Linked DNA regions of Mus musculus: all the other regions are linked to region 1. The links are chromatin contacts, called in public HiChIP or PLAC-seq and promoter capture Hi-C maps. All regions are on one chromosome and are shown on one strand. Each heading gives the region's core, a stretch centred on a gene start, on an enhancer-like site or on the middle of the called end of the contact. The rest is flanking DNA. Distances are from core to core; before and after follow the strand shown. Region 1 holds the start of Sptbn4 (spectrin beta, non-erythrocytic 4). Region 2 holds the start of Zfp790 (zinc finger protein 790). Region 3 holds the start of Zfp574 (zinc finger protein 574). Region 4 holds the start of Prr19 (proline rich 19).

The links. Promoter capture Hi-C pulls out the DNA fragments that hold promoters and counts their contacts. HiChIP or PLAC-seq counts read pairs in DNA pulled down with a chosen protein or histone mark. Capture Hi-C pulls out chosen DNA fragments and counts their contacts.
Region 2: a contact with region 1 is called in a promoter capture Hi-C map of adipose tissue, with 3 times the contacts expected there. The contact joins the promoter of Zfp790 here to the promoter of Sptbn4 in region 1. A contact is called at or near these places in 1 of 115 datasets of contacts at active chromatin or transcription factors (astrocytes) and 1 of 9 other capture datasets (adipose tissue).
Region 3: a contact with region 1 is called in an H3K27ac HiChIP or PLAC-seq map of embryonic stem cells, with 3 times the contacts expected there. The contact joins the promoter of Zfp574 here to the promoter of Sptbn4 in region 1. A contact is called at or near these places in 1 of 484 Hi-C or Micro-C datasets (uterus) and 3 of 115 datasets of contacts at active chromatin or transcription factors (embryonic forebrain, embryonic stem cells and stem cell-derived neural progenitor cells).
Region 4: a contact with region 1 is called in a promoter capture Hi-C map of embryonic stem cells, with 7 times the contacts expected there. The contact joins the promoter of Prr19 here to the promoter of Sptbn4 in region 1. A contact is called at or near these places in 2 of 39 promoter capture datasets (embryonic stem cells and hippocampal neurons).

Annotation. Positions count from the first base shown.
Region 1 is chr7:27,445,318-27,447,900 of GRCm38.p6, reverse strand. It overlaps Sptbn4 (spectrin beta, non-erythrocytic 4), which reads left to right and starts at 1,312. Exons shown (of 36, transcript NM_032610.2): 1 at 1,312-1,438.
Region 2 is chr7:29,814,768-29,817,350 of GRCm38.p6, reverse strand. Zfp790 (zinc finger protein 790) reads right to left here and starts at 1,279. Exons shown (of 5, transcript NM_146185.2): 1 at 1,062-1,279.
Region 3 is chr7:25,075,526-25,078,108 of GRCm38.p6, reverse strand. Zfp574 (zinc finger protein 574) reads right to left here and starts at 1,302. Exons shown (of 2, transcript NM_175477.5): 1 at 627-1,302. It also overlaps a transcript of Grik5 not described here.
Region 4 is chr7:25,300,065-25,302,647 of GRCm38.p6, reverse strand. Prr19 (proline rich 19) reads right to left here and starts at 1,289. Exons shown (of 3, transcript NM_001081294.1): 1 at 1,174-1,289.

The sequences.
Region 1 (2,583 bases), core at 63-2,562:
CAAATTGCATTTCCAGAGCCCCTTCTCCGATAGGCGCTTAGACGTAGAAGCCACGCCCCTTCTAGGGAAGGGAGTGGGCGGTGCTAGAGCAGTTTGTCACTTAGCGCTCTGCCTACTAGAGACAGCCACCCTTAGTGGGCGGGGCTGAGCGGGGCGGGGCCGGCCGGGGCGTTACGCCCACCGTGCTCTCTTTGCTCACGCCCCCTTACAGACAGGCTCTGAGATGGTACTTCCCTCTACCAAAGCGTCCTCCCAACAAGCAAGAGGGGTGTGTGGGGTGATTTTGTGCCTGTGTGACCCTCAGTGACCACAAGGGACAGCATGGTTGTGGGCGACACCCGGTTTCATTCCTTGTGTTGCAATGTGAGTTGTGTATAGAGATCATTAATGTTATTTGGCGTCCATGGGGGTGATACTGTGAGGGGTACTCAGCCTGTGTGATATGGTAAGCTGTAATGGAGTGTGATACTTTCGGATTGGGAAGGTTTGGGACACCACATGGGTGCGTGATATGATCCCATTTATGTGTGACTGTGTGTGACATCAACTGAGATTCCTTTTGTGTCTTGTTGAGGCTCTGATGTATGGGTGTGTAGCAACACAGGGTGTGTCATCTTTTGTGCCTAGGCAACTGGTGTGACATTTTAAGCGTGTAAGACTATGCGATTGTGAACTTTGTGTTGTGTGAGCGTAGATACTCTGTGACACCTTGGAGGTGTGTGACATGCCTGACTGTATGTGCTATTGGTGGTGGTGGCTGTATGTGAGTGTGTCACAGTGCGTGGTCCTGCAGAGCACTATTCCATCCTGTGATACTGTTCAAGTGATTTCATGTGACCCTTATTGTGGTGGTGGCAGTATTTGAGTAACAATGTATGTACGATCCTGCAGGGCACTATTTACTGTATTGGTAACTACTGGTGATATCTGAGTGTCACTGTCAGTGGTGGCTATATCAGAGTGTGTCACAGTGAATGACCCTGCAGGACACATTCCAGAGAGGAAAACATTGCAAGTGACTGCGTGTGACAGACAGTTAGAAGGTTTGACCCTGACTGACCCCTTACGAAGGAGTGACACCATGAGAGTGTGCATGTGGAGAGAGTGTGTATGACGTTGCCAGGGGCCCGGTGTGTGAGTGGCAGTGTGGGAGTGTGTGACGCTGCCTCGAGCGCTCGCGAGCGCGGCTGTGCATCACACGCGTGGCCCGGTGTGTGACAGCGCGGGCGGCGGGGCGGCGTGCGGGAGGGGTCCCGGGGGCGTGCGGAGCGGCTGCGGCGCGTGGGGGGAGGCGCGGCGGCGGCGGCGCATGCGGATCTGGCCGAGCGGCGGGCCGGTGGGGCCGAACAGAGCCGGGCCCGGCCCGGCGACGAACGCCCGCAGGGAGGGCGGTGCTGCGCGGCGAGCATCCGGGACCGCATCGGCGGCCGGCGCCCAGGTGAGCGGCGGTGCGGACGGCGGCCCCTCCCCAGCATCTCCCCACCTGGCCCAGCATCCTCCCCCACAAGCTGGCGACCTGAGCCCTCGGATCTGTTTAGCCGGATAGAGGCTTGCGATCCAATGAACCCCTCACCCTCACCTAGCTCAGCCACTGAACCAGGCGTGGGTCACCCCAAGGCCTTGTCCTTCCCAGGCCCCCCTCCTCCGCACGGTGACTGGACCACAGGGGCAGAGAGGCGCGGCTTTGGAAGGGTTAAAGCCTCGGATCCCACTCTCAGCTCAGCTCCCCACCGGCTCTTGCTGGATCCCGCAGGACCCCTTTCCCTTTGCACCCCGGAAAGGCCAGAGCTGCAAGCTGGGCCCACAGAGAGCTCGCCAAGTGCTAAGCGCCTCCTCTGGCCCAAGTATCCTCCATTGGGGAAACAGTTGTGACCACCCATTAATAGGAAAGGAAATCAAAGCACAGAGAAACCGAGTTCCACACCGCCAGAATAAAGCATTGAACCCATCTCTTTTTTGACTCTTGACCAGACCCCCGGACTTGCTAAGATATGAGACCAAAGAGGGAAAACTCAGAGCTGGCTGGCTGTGTGTGTCAGTGGTGGAGCACATGGCTGTGTGAGGCTCTGGATGGAATTCAGACACTATGAGAAGAAAAGAATAAGGAGAGCTATGGATTGAGGCTTGGCGTGTACCAGATCCCATGGTTGCTGAGTGAGCAACTCATTTCATCTCCAGACCTCTGTAGGATTTTCACAGATGAAGACCAGATAGGGCAAGTGACTTGGCTGGGGTCACACAGGTAGCCATGTGGTCACTTACAGCTTTCTATGAAAGAAGAGAAGAGCAGTGGTTTTAGGGTGCCCACTTAAAGGAATAATCTACTGTTGGCCACAATCTACCACCTACTTAGCGTCTTAAACTCTCCTGAGTTTGAGGCCTTCTGAGTCTTTTTTTGTATGTCTTGTTTTGTTTTGTTTTTCGAGACAAGGTTTCTCTGTGTAGCTCTGGCTGTCCTGGAACTCACTCTGTAGACCAGGCTGGCCTCGAACTCAGAAATCCACCTGCCTCTGCCTCCCAAGTGCTGGGATTAAAGGCGTGCGCCACCATGCCCGGCCATCTGGGTCTTTTGAAAAGAAGTGT
Region 2 (2,583 bases), core at 30-2,529, 2.4 Mb before region 1:
GCGGCTGTGTCCACTGACTCTGGATGCTATGGACACACACCGCTGTGGCCGTGTCCACTGACTCTGGCTGATATAGACACACACCGCTGCGGCTGTGTCCACTGACTCTGGCTGATCTGGACACAAACCGCTGTGGCTGTGTCCACTGACTCTGGCTGATATGGACACACACCGCTGCGGCTGTGTCCACTGACTCTGGCTGATATGGACACACACCGCTGCGGCTGTGTCCACTGACTCTGGCTGATATGAACACACACCGCTGTGGCTGTGTCCACTGACTCTGGCTGATATGGACACACACCTCTATGGCTGTGTCCCACTGGCTCTTAAGTACTGTGTGCAGCTTGTTTTAATCATGGTGATGCTGCTCTCTGTAATAAACTTCCGTTTATCACCTTCTGGAGCAGGGCATGGTAGTTCACACCTGTTATCCCAGACCTTGAAAGTCAGGAGGACGGCCTCTGAAGGGTGACCAGGGCTAAACAGCAAGATCCTGTCTAAACAACAAACCAACAGAAACCACTTGACAAGAGGATCTGGAGTTCAGGTCAACCTTGGTTATAAAGAGAATTGCAAGCCAGCCTCAAAATCAAACCTTACCTGTGTCTCCTCAGGAACTCTCTAGAGAAGGGACGATGTCTGCTTGGGGTACCCTGAGCGTTAATAACGCCCCCCCCCAAAAAAAAACCACCCCGACTGACAAAACACTGTGTTAAAAATAAAAAGTCGGCTATATTGCCTGTAGATTGCCTACGCCGCACAATTAACTTACAGAAAAATAACAATGCTAATTAGTTATTATCAGCTATACATTTTCCCTCCCACAGACACTCCAGAAGACCGCACTTACTAATCGTAATTTGAAAAGAAAATGAGATTTAGGAAGCTTCCGCTATCTCTATAATCTCAGCCACTCCTGTACAGGGATCCATCCAGTCGAGACCCAATCCCCAAGAACCATTCGATCCGCATACAATGTCTCCTCCCCACAACAGCTCGCTCCACTCACAAAGCGCCACAGCTCGAGCCCAACTCTTGCTCACGCTCATTTTCCTTACCTCGCAGTTTCTCTGCCGTCCAACTCCTCCCAGATCCAGCCGCGCATGCAATCTAACCTCCCTATGCTTTCTCTCACACACGCTCAGGGCTGTCATTGCGTACTCTTGCACCTACAGGACGAGGCTTCCTCTTGGTCAGACTGCCAATGCTGGGTTGGTCTTAGCGCTGGGGTCCTACATTCCGGTCTGTGGCCCCAACTTCCAGCAGGAAGTCGAATTCGGAACAGCCTCCTTAGACAGATTTCCGCCTGGGGATTGGATGACTCAGCCTACTCGAGCCATGCGCCTCCGGTCACCAGCACGGCCTTGAACTACATTTCCCAGAATACCTCGGTTCCCTGGAAACTCGCAGTGCTGAGATAGTGCTGGGTCGAGGAGCCTGATCTAGGTCTATGAAGTCTTTCACCGCTGGGATTTCCTCACGATTCCGACGAATAGCCGAACACTTTGTATCTGTTGTTCAGGCCACAGCTTTCAGCCCCTGACATTTCCAGGCGTTGTATTTCCCTCTCCTGGGAGCCTTTTTTAAGGAGTGGGCAGGGTACTCCTGACAGGTTTGGGGAGAACTTTAGGGATAATGAGACGCCTTTGGTGCCAAGGGTTTGGATGCACCATCCTGTGCAGTGCAATGAAGCTGACTCCGGGAGATCCGGAGCTGTGTAGAATTGTTATCATGTGTCTGGGTGGTAGTCTAGGGGATATGGAGGCAGAGAGGATTCCTTGATTGGTGAGTATGATCGCATCCATTGTGTGTGTGGCTGGAGTCTGTGTGACCGTTTTGTGCCATGCTTTTTTTTTTTTTTTACCAGTGTGAGGTCCCTCGAGTGTGAGGTCCCTGGGCTTTTGTGTTTGTGAGCATTTGCCTAACTTTGGGAGCGTGTGAGGTGACCGACTGAGGTGTGACTGCTTCCCAGTGGACCTTTTCTAATTTCGGTAGAGGTAAGGTGAGGGTGGGGGCAACAGTGACTGTGATTGGCTCTCCCTGTTAAGGCTTCCGTGTGGGGTGGATTGTATTTTCGTTTGAGGCACCCATAGCTTTTGTGTCCCCGTGGTGTGGGATTAATTGGAGAGTCACTATAGGTGAGGCAACTTTGTACCTTTGTGACTCCAGCCAAGGGGACTTGTGTCACATCCTGGGGGTAGACTCTGTCCTTATCTACAGTCACCCTACTTTTGTCTGGTGTTTCCATTGCATAGGAAGCCCCTAGGCTTCTCTGATTTCTTGATAGGTGCTATGGCTGTTGGGCCAAAATGATCTCTGAAATGGTTGAATATGCATCTACAAGAGCCTAGTGTGTGTCACACTTTTTTTTTTTTTTAATTCCCGAGTTCTGTCCTGTAGCTTATGATTTCCTGACATCCCTTTACTTTTGTCAAGATGTGGCTTGTTTTCCTCCTGTTGAAAATTCTGGCCCATCCTGTGACTGCATTCCTGTAGTGTACCCTGAAGTGGAAGTTTAAGGAAATGTCAGGTGATGCAGACCCATGTGATATTTGGAGAGAGTATAAATAGGAGTCAACC
Region 3 (2,583 bases), core at 53-2,552, 2.4 Mb after region 1:
TCCTAGACTGCTCTCTGTAGCACACATCTCTGTCTCTCCAACTACACCCAAGATTGCTCGAATATTCCCTTTGGCCTACTTACCTGTATCTAAAACAAAACAATCCCTCCCCTCTAGCTCAACCTATTGAAACCCGTAAGAATAAATAAAGACCTCTGTCAATACTTTCCAAGCCCCACTTTCATGCGTTTATCGGTCTTCCTTGTCAGCATTACTCCGTTTTCCACACCTGATCCCTCCCTTCGCTCTAAAGATACCTCAAAAACCTCTTCTCTGCCTCAGCTCTTTCCAGGCAGAAATCGATTTTCCTCCCTGCGTTAATTACCTCCTTTCTCGGGCCAGCTCCCCACCCCGGCATCCATGAGTCCTCTAACCGTCCCCTTTCGATTCTGATCCCCATCCCAGCGCACCCACCCGTGGCCCCGATACCCCATGCAACCAGAGAGCCCTCCGGCGAGGCAGCTCTGGGACCTCCCCTTCCCGCCAAGGTCGGCCCCCGGCCTGCAGCCCGAGCCCTGCCCCTCCTCACTCAGCCCCGCACTCAACTCCAGTCCCCCATCCCACCCGCCGTCCCGGCACAGCCCCCGCCCGGCCCGCGCGCCCAACGGCCGCTCCGCTCTCCGCACCCGGGACGCGATCCTTCAGGCCTTCATCGTGCAGGCCGAATGACGCAGGCAAGCCGCCGGGTGGGGCCGGACCTCTGCGCTCCGGCGGGGACTCACCCGCCTCGGCCGTCTCGCCGGCCCCAGGCCGGGCTACGGGCTTCAGGTCCCTTTGCACCGCCACTCTAGCGCCGCGTCCTCTCTAGCGCCCGTCGTCTCGCCTGCTCCGCAGCCTCGCTCTCACCCCAGGCCGCCCTCAACAACGCTCCTCCCACCTTCCGCCTGGGCCGCTGCGAAGAACTGCACAATTCGCCCAATCATCGGCTGTCTGCCCCTGTCATTAGACCAATCGATGCTCAGGTTTCCTGAAGCCTCGACCAATAGAGCGGAGGGGTGGGATCGCGCAGCGCCCAGCCAATCCTTTAGCAATGTTCCCTCGCTGGTCGGCCTCCAGGTGGATACTACCCGCCTCTTTAATCCTCCCTGGAGGTTCTTCCTCTTCCACCTCTTCTCGGATTCCGCCTTTGATAGCTCGAAAGGGGAGCGCTGAGCGGAGAGGGCGCGATGACGTCGGGAGGCGGGACGAAGCTGGAGGCGCCATCTTGGGGGCGCCTGACAAGCTAGGCGTAGGGGATTCGGGCAGTGTAGGCTGTAGAGACACGCAAAGCCCTGGAGGCCGGCGGGTTACAGTCAAGGATCCCTGAGGGCCAGTGGCAAAAAAAAAAAAAAAAAAAAAAAGAGACACCACTCGGCGTGAATGGGAGAGGAAACCAAGCAGCAGCAGTCACACAGGGCAAAAGGAACAAAACAAGGCTTAAGACTTTTTTTTCCTATTAAGAGGATGAACGGGGAAATCGAGGAAGAGTAGAATGGAAACAAGATGTCAGGAGAGGGAGTTTAGAGGAAGAGGTACGTGACAGGAAGTGAGAAATGGAAGGAGAAAGGAAAAGCCCCGTTAGTAAGGTCCCTTGGAAGAAGCTGAGGGTGTGGGGTGGAAGACCTGAAGAAGGAAGTTTATGGGATTTGTAGTGGATCGAGTCAGTTGTTCTTGTTTTTGTTTGAGGCATGGTCTGGCTTTGTGAACAGGCTGGCCTCACAGAGATCCGCCTGACTCGGCCTCTCCTGTTTTGAGCATTAAAGGTATCTTTCCAGGTGACTGCCCTTCCACACAGTTACAGTTAAGGACCCCTAGGCATGGGAAGAATTTCCTGGGAAAACATGAAGTTCCAGGCCAGCCAGGGAGATGGTTCAGCGCGTAAAGCCACATGCTAAGCCTGATCTGGAGTTTTGATTCTGGGATCCACAGGGTGAAAGGAGAGAACTGACTCTTGTAAGTTGTTCTCTGACTTCTGCATATACCAGAGTGTGCATACATGAACATACACACACACACCTGAATGTAATATGGTAGCGAGTGACTGAAGAGATCCAGTATCCATATTTGGACTCCACACAAGTACACCACAGTTTTCAGGAAGCTCCCTCTTGAAGCCAAGGTTAAGGGAGTTATCAGAGGTGCATCTGGTTGGTCAAACTGTCCCCCGTTTCCCCAACTGAAGCTCAGAAAAACTAGGAGGGGTTTGAACACAGAACCACAGGTAGGTCTGAGTCTCCAGTTGTCACCATGTGTGTGCCCTCCTTTGGATGTCTAGCTGGATGTCTTCTTACTGGACTCCCTAGCAAGTATACCTACATGTTCTAACTAGGCTGCTTATCCTGGCCCTGGTACTTCTTAGCTGTGACTTTGGGCAAAACAACTCCACTCTGTCTCAGGTTTAGTTTTTTTTGTTGTTGTTGTTGTTGTTTTGGTTTTTTTTAGTTCTTCGAGACAGGGTTTCTCTGTATAGCTCTGGCTGTCCTGGAATTCACTTTGTAAAACAGGCTGGCCTTGAACTCAGAAATCCACCTGCCTCTGCCTCCCGAGTGCTGGGATTAAAGGTGTGCGCCACCATACCCGGCTTTTGTTTTTGTTTTTATCTCT
Region 4 (2,583 bases), core at 40-2,539, 2.1 Mb after region 1:
ATGGAAAAATAGTTAAAAGACAATAGCCAGTCCTTGTGGTGCAGGCCTCTAATCCCATCTGCTCAACAAGGCTAAAGCAGATAAATCAAAAGTTTAAAGAGGCCTGCCTGGGCTACAGCGTGAACTCAAAAGCCAGCCAAGGTAACACAGTGAGATCCTGTATAGAAATAAAATTCTAAACAGTCTGTGTCTTGGGAGCCTAAAGAGCTGGCTCAGCAGGCCAGGAGGGATGGCTCAGCAGTTAAAGAGCACTAGCTGATCTTCCAGATAACCAAGGTTCAATTCCCAACACCCACATGGCAGCTCAATCAAAGGACTGAGCTCAGTTCCCAGCACCCATCTCAGATATCACATATAGCCAAACTCTAGCTCCAGGGGATCTGCTGTCTTTTTGTGGGCATCTACATACACACACACAATTTAAAGTAAATCTTAAAAAGAAAAGAAAAAATGTCTGGTTCTTGTACATGGGTACCCTGAGCACTAAGAATATAAAAACTGGGGATATAGTTCAGTGGTAGAATACTTGCTTAACAATTACATGGACCTGTGTTCCTATGCTTGGAGGTCAGTATATACATGTTTTTATACATATAAATGAAGATAAATAAAAAAGATGGAAGACGAACTAGGCAGAGTGGTACCTGCCTATATCCATCTCTCTTTGGATGACTGAGGCAGGAAGATCATTAATTTGAAGTCAGCTTAGAATATAAAAGACTCAAAAAGAACAAAACAACAGAAAATATAAGTTGGGAACAAGATTATAAGCAACTGGAGAGCTCTGAGAAACTAGAAATAACAGGTGGAAAATCCAGGGCTGGGGAGGTACAGGAAACGGTAATAGTAAATGAAGGTGGGAAAGAGGAGCAGGCATGGTGGTGAAAGTCTGTGATCCCAAAGTTTTGGAAGTGAACGGAAGAAGAACAGGAGCTTCAGAATGAAGTTGCAGCCAGCCTGAGTCTTTAAGACTACTCTCAAAATATTAAAAATAAAAGACATAAGGCAGGAGAGAGGGCTCCCAGAGACATCGAAGGGCTTGCTTCGGGGAGGACATAATTCACAAGAGCCTTCAGAGGCTGGGCCACTCCTGAGGGCAGGCGTAAGGCTGGGGTGCAGCTCAGACAGTTGAGGTGGACCCAGGAGGGGCAGGGTGGGGGAGGGGTGCCTTACCCTCTTCTCTCCTAACGGACCCCCGCCCTGGACTCCACGCGGCTGTGGAGAGCGGTGGCTTCTTTTCTGTAGAGACCCCCAAGCCTCGAAGCTGTTCGAGCACTTCCGGGCCTCGAGTGAGTGCGTGTTAAGCCAGTAAGCACACCTCACGCATGCGCTCCCCTTGCCACGCCCCTTGCCCAGGGAGAAGCACGAGGCACCAAGATTGACAGTTATGGCCCCGCCCAGCCCTGTCCAGAGTCCGCCCCTCTCCTCACTGGATTGGCTTCGAGGGTTTCTAGGCCCGCCCGCCTTACACAATGCTGATTGGCTAAGGCTGCTGGCTGACCACTTGACTGGTCCCAGTGGAAGGTGCTAGGTTCCATGCACACAAAGATGGCCTTTGGAGGCATTCCTGAAGCAGCATTTTTTGAGCCCTGTGACTTTAGAAAACTTTGTAACTGCCCAGAGCCTATGTCCTAATTTGTGAAACCAGTTGGAAGTAGGACTCTCCCCGATATGGTTCATAGAAGGATGGAATGAACCAACATACATATGAATGAATGCTTGCGAGGTTTGATTCTTTCGCTTGCTTCAGAATTTTCTCTCTCCCCAACTCCTTTCTCTGCACATGTCCCTCACACCTTCAGCTCACTCAGGATAGTCTGGAACTATTCTCTTGCCTTTACTTCTCAAATGCTGGAATTACAGGTGTGTGGCCCCCAAACTTTCAAGTCAAACTAAACTACCCTAGTGTATATCCCTGTCCAAATGTTAGTAATGTTATGACCTGTGTCTTTTCTTTGTGCTTCCCAGTCCTTAGAAGCTCCCAAACCGTGTCCATACACTGTTTCAGGAAACCACCTCTGGGTCATAAAACAGTGAGGGGATGCCATGAAAATGTTGGTACTAGTAAAAGGTTTCTGAAAGTACAACAGAATCAAACTAATAAATCTAAGGTGCTCATCAACTTTGCATCTCAAAATTTGTGGTGGCAGGGCCTTTAATCCCAGCACTCACTCCGAAGGGGGAGTTCTGTGAGTTCAAGACCAGCCTGGTCTACATAGACTTATATCCAGAACAGGCAAGACAACTCCATAGACCTTGTCTCAAAAGAAAAAAACAAAACAAAAACAAACAAACAAACAAACAAACAAAAAATGAAATAATTTCATGGCAGCTTTGGTCATTTGAAGTGCACACAGCATCATGCTACGCCATGCCAGTGACCACTGCCTCAGAGTCTGTTCAGAGACAATATATTAGGAATTCCAAGATTTTGGCTGTATATAAAAAGTTTATCCTGCCAGATGGTGGTGGCACATTCCTTTAATCTCAGCATTCAGTAGAGAGAGAGAGGCAGGTGGCTCTCTGTGAGTTCAAGGTCAGCCTGATCTACAGAATAAACTCTAGGACAGCCAGGGCTACACA